Regions from separate parts of the Triticum aestivum genome. Here region 1 is linked to region 2. The links are chromatin contacts, called in public Hi-C maps. All regions are on one chromosome and are shown on one strand. The core of a region is the stretch at or near the end of the contact, and the rest is flanking DNA. Distances in the headings are between cores, read along the strand shown.

Region 1 (3,330 bases), core at 819-3,318, 440 kb after region 2:
TAGGGCCGGGAGGGCAGCTATTTTGTTTCATTTTTTTGCTTATATTTTTAATTTCTGCTTTTTCCTTTAAAATAATCCGTGATCTGAAAAAATTCCGAAATTCAAGAAAAAAAGTTGTGAATTTTGGAATATTTTATAAAAAATCATAAAATGGTCGTGAATTCGAAAGGTATTCCTGATTTTGATATTTTGGGAAATCATAAACGTTCACAGATTCAACAAATGTTTGTGATTTCTAAAAGATTTTTGCATATCAAAAAATGTTCAAGATTTGAAAAATGTATCCAAGAAATAAAAAAGTGCATGTTTTTGAAAAAACATGTAGCGCATTCAAAAGTGTTAGTGAATTCCAACAAATGTTTGTGATATCAAAAAATGTTCATGAATTTTAAAGAAATTTCACATAATTAAAAAAATCTTCAGGAATTTCAAAAGGGTTCATTGCTTCGAAAAATATTGCTGATTCAAAAAATTCATGAATTGGAAAATGTGCTTGCATTTGAAAAAAAAATCATGAAAACAAAACAATCTTTGTGAATTTCAAAAATTATCCACAAATTTCAGAAAAAGTTTGCAGTCTCAAAAACAAATGTTCACGAGTTCCAAAAGAAACGTTCAGAATTTCAAAAAGAACACGTGAATTTGTGAAAAATGTTCGCAAATTCAGAAAAAGTTCACAATTTAGAAATTGTTTGCAAAGTATAAAAATGTTCATGATTTGAAAAAAATATTTGTGAATTTGAGAAATGTTCCTGGTTTGGAAAACATTTCATGATTTCATAAAATTGTCATGATTTCAAAAAATAATTCTGAAATTTGAGAGAGACCGCAAAATGTAGATGATACAGGAAAAAAAGGAAAAGATAAATGAGGAAAACAAACACGAAAAATATTTAAAAATAGAAAAGGATAAAAATAGAAAATAGAAAGAAAAAACTAAAATGGAAAAAGAAAGGAAAGAATGAAAATGAAAAAGGCCGAAAAACCGAAAGAACACACAGAATAGGTTAGGAAAGGTTCAAGAACCTTCTCAAGATAGGAAAGGAGCTAGCTGGGCCGACTCAAGTGTATGCAGAGGGGGAGCAGGGCCTACGCACTAGGTCACTATTCTGCCACCTATGCGCCAAATAGGATCTGTCCTATTTGGCTATCTACGCACCAACTAGGGATCTGCCTTGGCAATTTCAAAAAAAAAAAAAAGGGATCTGCCTTGGCTTGCGGCGGAAAAAAACGGTTATCAAACGCCGTATGGGACATGGAAATCGACACACATCTCGTTCGCGCAAACTCTCGTGAAAAACCTCACCCGCCCAAAGCGCGGGTTGTCTCGCGCCTGACCATCGGGATGAGAATGAGCCGGCCCGGAGCTAGCCTTGGACTCAGCCACTATGGCCCAAGGCTAATTTGTGAGGCCAAGGGTTAATAGAAAAAAAAATCTGGTTAATAGAAAAAATCAAGTCGTCTGCTTGTGGGTCTGTAGCTCCGCCTCTTGCCGAAACATATCATGATAATTTTGTTGTTCATATATGCGAGCATTTGTCGGAAATTATGCGACACACCGCGTCGCAAAATTGGGTCCTACAACAACGACGGCGCGAGGGCGATGAAGATTGAAGTTGTTGTGAGATATAAAACTATAAGGTAGGCCGACCTGACTGACCGAGTGAGTCATCTAGTGCCGGCTATGTTGACCCAAATCTTGTTTGAGACCAACGCACATGACCCACTGGCCTTGAATTTTTAGGTCGGATCAGCGACCCGGCGGGCCGACCGAGCCCATTTCCATCCTGCGCTGACCTGCCCAACATTTCACGTTTCTTCTTCTCGTCTAAAGTTTGCAGCAAGGTTTACGTTACCGCGCTCAGTTCCCAGCGTCGCGTCGGGGGCTGGCCAGATCCGTCATGTACGGCGGCGCCGCGCCCACCCCAACGCCGGCCCTTGTACGTCCTCCACCCCCTTCACCTTGCACTGCACCACTGGCTAATTACACGACGCAACGCAATGTCAGCGTGCAGCCCCCCAATGCAAGCCCCCCACTCATCAGACAGCACAGCAGATGAGTAGTATGATGGCGGCAGGGAGCAGGAGGATGCTCATCCCTCTCAGGCCGCGGCTGCTCTCGCGGCAACGCACTCTCCTTGCCGGCCTCGCCGCCGCCTTCGCGGTGACCCTACTCTCCATCGTCCTCCTGCTCTCCTCCCTTCCCGCCTCCTCCTCGCCGCCATCCCGCCGGCGCCACGGCGTCGACACGACATCCACGACCGCGCTTAGTCCACCCGCTCACTGCGGCGCGATGAGCGCGAGCCTGGGGGAGTTCGGCGAAATGATGGTGTCCATGCTCCCGAGGGACCTCGCATTCACCGCCTTCATGCCCTCGCCGGAGTCGTTCCGCCGCGTCCTCGGGCTGCGGCACAACGACAGCGCCGCGGGGCTGAAGGCCAGCGACGACACCTACGCCGTCGTCTCTCGCGTGCTCGGCTTCTCCGCCGTCCCTCTGCGCCTGCGCTCCGGGGACGTGGCTCTGCGCGGGACGGCGCGGCTGCTGGACCTGGACTCCGTGTCCGGGCTGAAGGTGCACGCGTGGAGGGACGTGGACGGGGCTCTCGTCGTCAACGGCGTGCGGTCGGAGTGCGTCGATATCGTCAGGGACGAGACCGTGGTGCATGTCATGGCGGGGGTCCTCATGGACGCCGAGTTCGAGCGATCTCTTTCCCTTCCGAATTAGAGGATCATTGTAGAAGGTTATGCAACTCACGATATATTGATCGGGTGCAATATGCATGTATATATAAGTACAAAGGATAGCCACGTCCTCAACTATACATGGAAGGAGGAGGGCTTGTTGTACAAGAAATACACATATGTATCTACATCTCAACACCCCCGCAGTCGAAGCGGCACCATGGTCGACGCAAAGACTGGATCGGAACTCCTCGAAAGATGCGGTAGACAAGCCCTTTGTCATGATGTCAGCAAATTGTTGGGACGTAGGGACATGCAGCACGCGTACATGACCAAGAGCTACCTGTTCGCGAACAAAATGGATATCAATCTCAATGTGCTTGGCGCATCGATGATGAACCGGGTTGGCAGAGAGGTAGACCGCAGAAACATTGTCACAGTAGACAATCGTGGCCTTGTCAACCGGAGACAAGAGCTCATGCAGAAGCTGACGAAGCCAGGAACACTCGGCGACGACGTTGGCAACGGCGCGGTACTCCGCTTCAGCACTGGAGCGGGAGACAGCGGGCTGCCGCTTGGACGACCAGGAGATAAGTGATGGTCCAAGATAGACGCAATAACCAGAGGTCGAGCGGCGCGTGTCAGGGC
Region 2 (3,428 bases), core at 422-2,921:
AAGTACTCCAGTAGCTAGATCAATGAACTTGCAGTAGATCAAAATGTTCAGTTAACTTGCATTTGTAGTTTAGTTTCTGTTGTCAAACTGCTGCTATTGCTCTCATATTCATACTGTATTTTCCAAAGTTCGATAGCAAGGCGTCCTTAGCATAAGTTGTTGATCAAAGAAATGGACTAAATTGAAGCATTCCCAGGAGTTGCTGCTATTGTTATTGACCTGCTGTTGCTGCTGTTGTAGGAGAAGAAGGAGCACGCCCAGGAGAAGAAGGCCCTGGATGGCTGCTGCTGGAGCGCTGAGGACCTAGGATCTGTGACCTGGGCATGCTGCTGGATCCGCCTCCGGATCGCTGCTGCTGGAGACAAGGAGAAGCAGGGGACCTGGGCCTGGGAGCGCTGAGGAGAAGCAGGGGCGGGCGACGACAGGGGTGGACGACGGAGGATTCAAATCCTGGGGTGGAGGAAGACGACGATGGGGATACCGATTCAAAGTAGGGGCAGGATGTAAAATCCATCGTTTTCACCTGGTCGGAAGGATATCTTCAGCGACCTATATTTCGAAACGGAGGGAGAACATGCCACTGACATTACGCACAGTAGAACCGCTAGTTGATGCATGGAGAATGTATCCTGTGCACCAAGCCAATTTTTGCACCCAATGCACCGGTGGATTCTGGGCCCTTAGATGAAAAAGAAATGGGCTAGATTATGGTCAAAAGTTGGACTACGACTTTTTTGCGGAGACAACCTTGTACTTTGTAGAAATTAACCCGCACACTACAGCCCACACTCCCATCAGAAAATTGCATGTTTATTTTTTTGGCCCAAACACAAAATGATTCATATTTTTTGAACTGAATGTTTGATTTCAGATCCGTTTTGACCGTCATATTTTTCTTGACAAGATCTTCGAAATAAGATCAATGTTGAATATGTTTCTAACAAATATTATTTTTTTGCTTTTTTGAAACTTGACTCAAAACTTGATGTACCAGAAGCATGTTGCATGCGAGACCCACGTGTGAGAGAGGCGGATGTTTCTCATAGACAAATTACAAAACTTGTATAAAAAAATCAGTTAAGTTTCGAGTTAAGTTCCAAAAGACAAAAAATATGAATTTTCAAAAATATACCTAATATTAATCTTGATTCAAAGATCTCGTCAAAACAAAGAAGGCAGTCAAAACGTTTCTGAAATCAAAAGATTCGCTTAAAATATATGATCCCTTTTTTGTTTGAAGTAAAAAAATTGAACATGGAGAGTTATTTAGAGGAGAGGGAGATGTGGGTCGACTGCAATGTTTCAACAATCCACCTACCAACCTGATCATATCCCTTTGTTTTCCATCCAATGGCTCATATAGCAACAGAGCATTTGGTGCATGAATTGAGTTGGTACACCTGATACGTTCTCTTGATGCATGGCTGAATCTCTAGGGTCGATATCTGATGATACGGCTCATCAGATGATACGGTCATCCCGTACCATCTCGGGCGTTAGATCTGGACTATAGGACAGGATTGATCAACCTCTTCCCCATGGAAAATATGCATAGGGCACCCTGTGTTTTGCCGTAAATGAGCGACTATCGTTTTTTTTTTGCACAGGTAATGAGCGACTACTGTATATCCCTTCGTCCTGTGCGCCTCGAACAGAATCCTGCTCAATTTCGTCGATAGAGTAGTCAGCGTGGTCAAAGACCTCTTCCGCGGGGCCCACCGGTCTCACGGTCTGTTCTCTCCCCTCCACATCTCCAGTCTCTTCCAACCATGGCCACCACCGCCGCTTCGCCGCCGCCGACCGCCGCCGAGGACAACGTCCGCCTCCTTCTCCCTGGATTCCTCTCCCCCGAGACCTGCAAGGTATATCACACGCTCCTCCCCCTAAACCCTCCTCCTCCGAGCCCTAAACTCCAGCTTGTTGCGATCCGAATCGACCGTCTCATACGGTGGCCACCGCGTCCAGGAGCTGGAGTTCGTGCACCGGAGCTGCGGGACGGCGGGGTACCGGCCTTCGGTGGTGTCTACATCGCTGCCGCATCTAGCTGCCACCGGCTGCGGCCACCTACTCCTCCCCTTCGTGCCCATCCGCGAGCGACTGCGCGACGCCGTCGAGTCCTTCTTCTCCTGCCACTTCGACCTCTTCGTCGAGTTCACCGGACTAGTCAGGTGCTGAACAGTCGCATCACCTCTTTCATGTCATGCTGTCTGGTCGATCCTAGTAGTTTCACATTGGTATCAGCATGTTTCCTTGGAGCAGATCAATTTTACATATATGCTCAGTACCCTCATGACTCCACTAACTTTATACGAATGCATAATAACCCTTATAGAAAATGTTGTCACCTTATTAATGGTGCGCATAAACCTTGAAGGTAGTTTATGTAGGAGACCTGACATAACTTGACACTATAATTCTCTCCTTATACAAAACCTCTATATTGGGCATGCAGTTGGTGCAAGGGTGCTTCTATTGGATGGCACAGTGACGACAACAAACCTTACCTTAGGCAAAGAGCCTTCACGGTGAGGACCAATTTGATTTGGGGGATTCAGTCAGTTTGCATGGTTTCTCCTTGTATCTCGAATTTTTAATTCCGAGACAGTGATATCACACAATTCTTAGTTGCTTAACTATCATTTTGGTTGATTTAGTTCCCATTTGCCTACTTATTGGCGAACCATACACAAGGAGCATGTTGTTATGTATTGCTGTAAAACAACAACATGCCATTATGTATCCTGCTTTGCATTAATAGACTACTGCAAATGCTTGCCAATTCCATAAACAATGTAAGAAATGATCACCATGAAACTATGAGTTTGTTAAGAACCAACACACACTGGAAATATGCTTTGATATGTGTATTATCATTGTGATTAGATATTGAAGTCATTCATAACATGGAGAGGTTTTCTTAGTTCTGCTATGATGATCACAAATAAGTTTTTGCCCACACCGATCACTTGCTTTTCTGCTTCTTTTAGATGTGATCTTTCTCATGCTGACTTTATTTCCCTCTTCTGGATTCAATTAAAAAGGCTGTCTGCTACTTGAACAATCATGGAAAGGACTTTAAGGGTGGACTGTTGAAGTTTCAGGATGGTGAACCCTCCTCTGTTATTCCAGTTGCTGGTGTAAGCAGCACACACTACATGCATTTTTCTTCAGAATCATTGATGTGGATATTATCTTCCACCGGCTAAAATCTATTGGATAATTTCTTTCATTTTATGACAATTAATATTGTTTTCAGGATGCTGTCATCTACACTGCTGATAATCGTAATGTCCATTGTGTAGATGAGGTACGTTTCTGTTTTCTGTGTGGATCAGATTCTTTTTCCTGTAGTATAAGCATGCCTATTCTCCTTCACTGATGTTGGTTATCATATTTTGTGCCATTATTTAGATACAATAAGAGTTCTC

The links. A called contact is a pair of places that touch in the nucleus more often than the background predicts.
Region 1: a contact with region 2 is called in a Hi-C map of leaf, with 5 times the contacts expected there. The contact joins the promoter of LOC123096992 here to the promoter of LOC123098119 in region 2. A contact is called at or near these places in 2 of 5 Hi-C or Micro-C datasets (both in leaf).

The regions. Positions count from the first base shown.
Region 1 is chr4D:391,414,909-391,418,238 of IWGSC CS RefSeq v2.1, forward strand. LOC123096992 reads left to right here and starts at 2,069. Exons shown (of 1, transcript XM_044518771.1): 1 at 2,069-2,725. The coding sequence starts at 2,069. The coding sequence ends at 2,725.
Region 2 is chr4D:390,979,149-390,982,576 of IWGSC CS RefSeq v2.1, forward strand. LOC123098119 (prolyl 3-hydroxylase 1) reads left to right here and starts at 1,672. Exons shown (of 7, transcript XM_044520011.1): 1 at 1,672-1,862; 2 at 1,966-2,168; 3 at 2,453-2,525; 4 at 3,042-3,137; 5 at 3,257-3,307. The coding sequence starts at 1,770.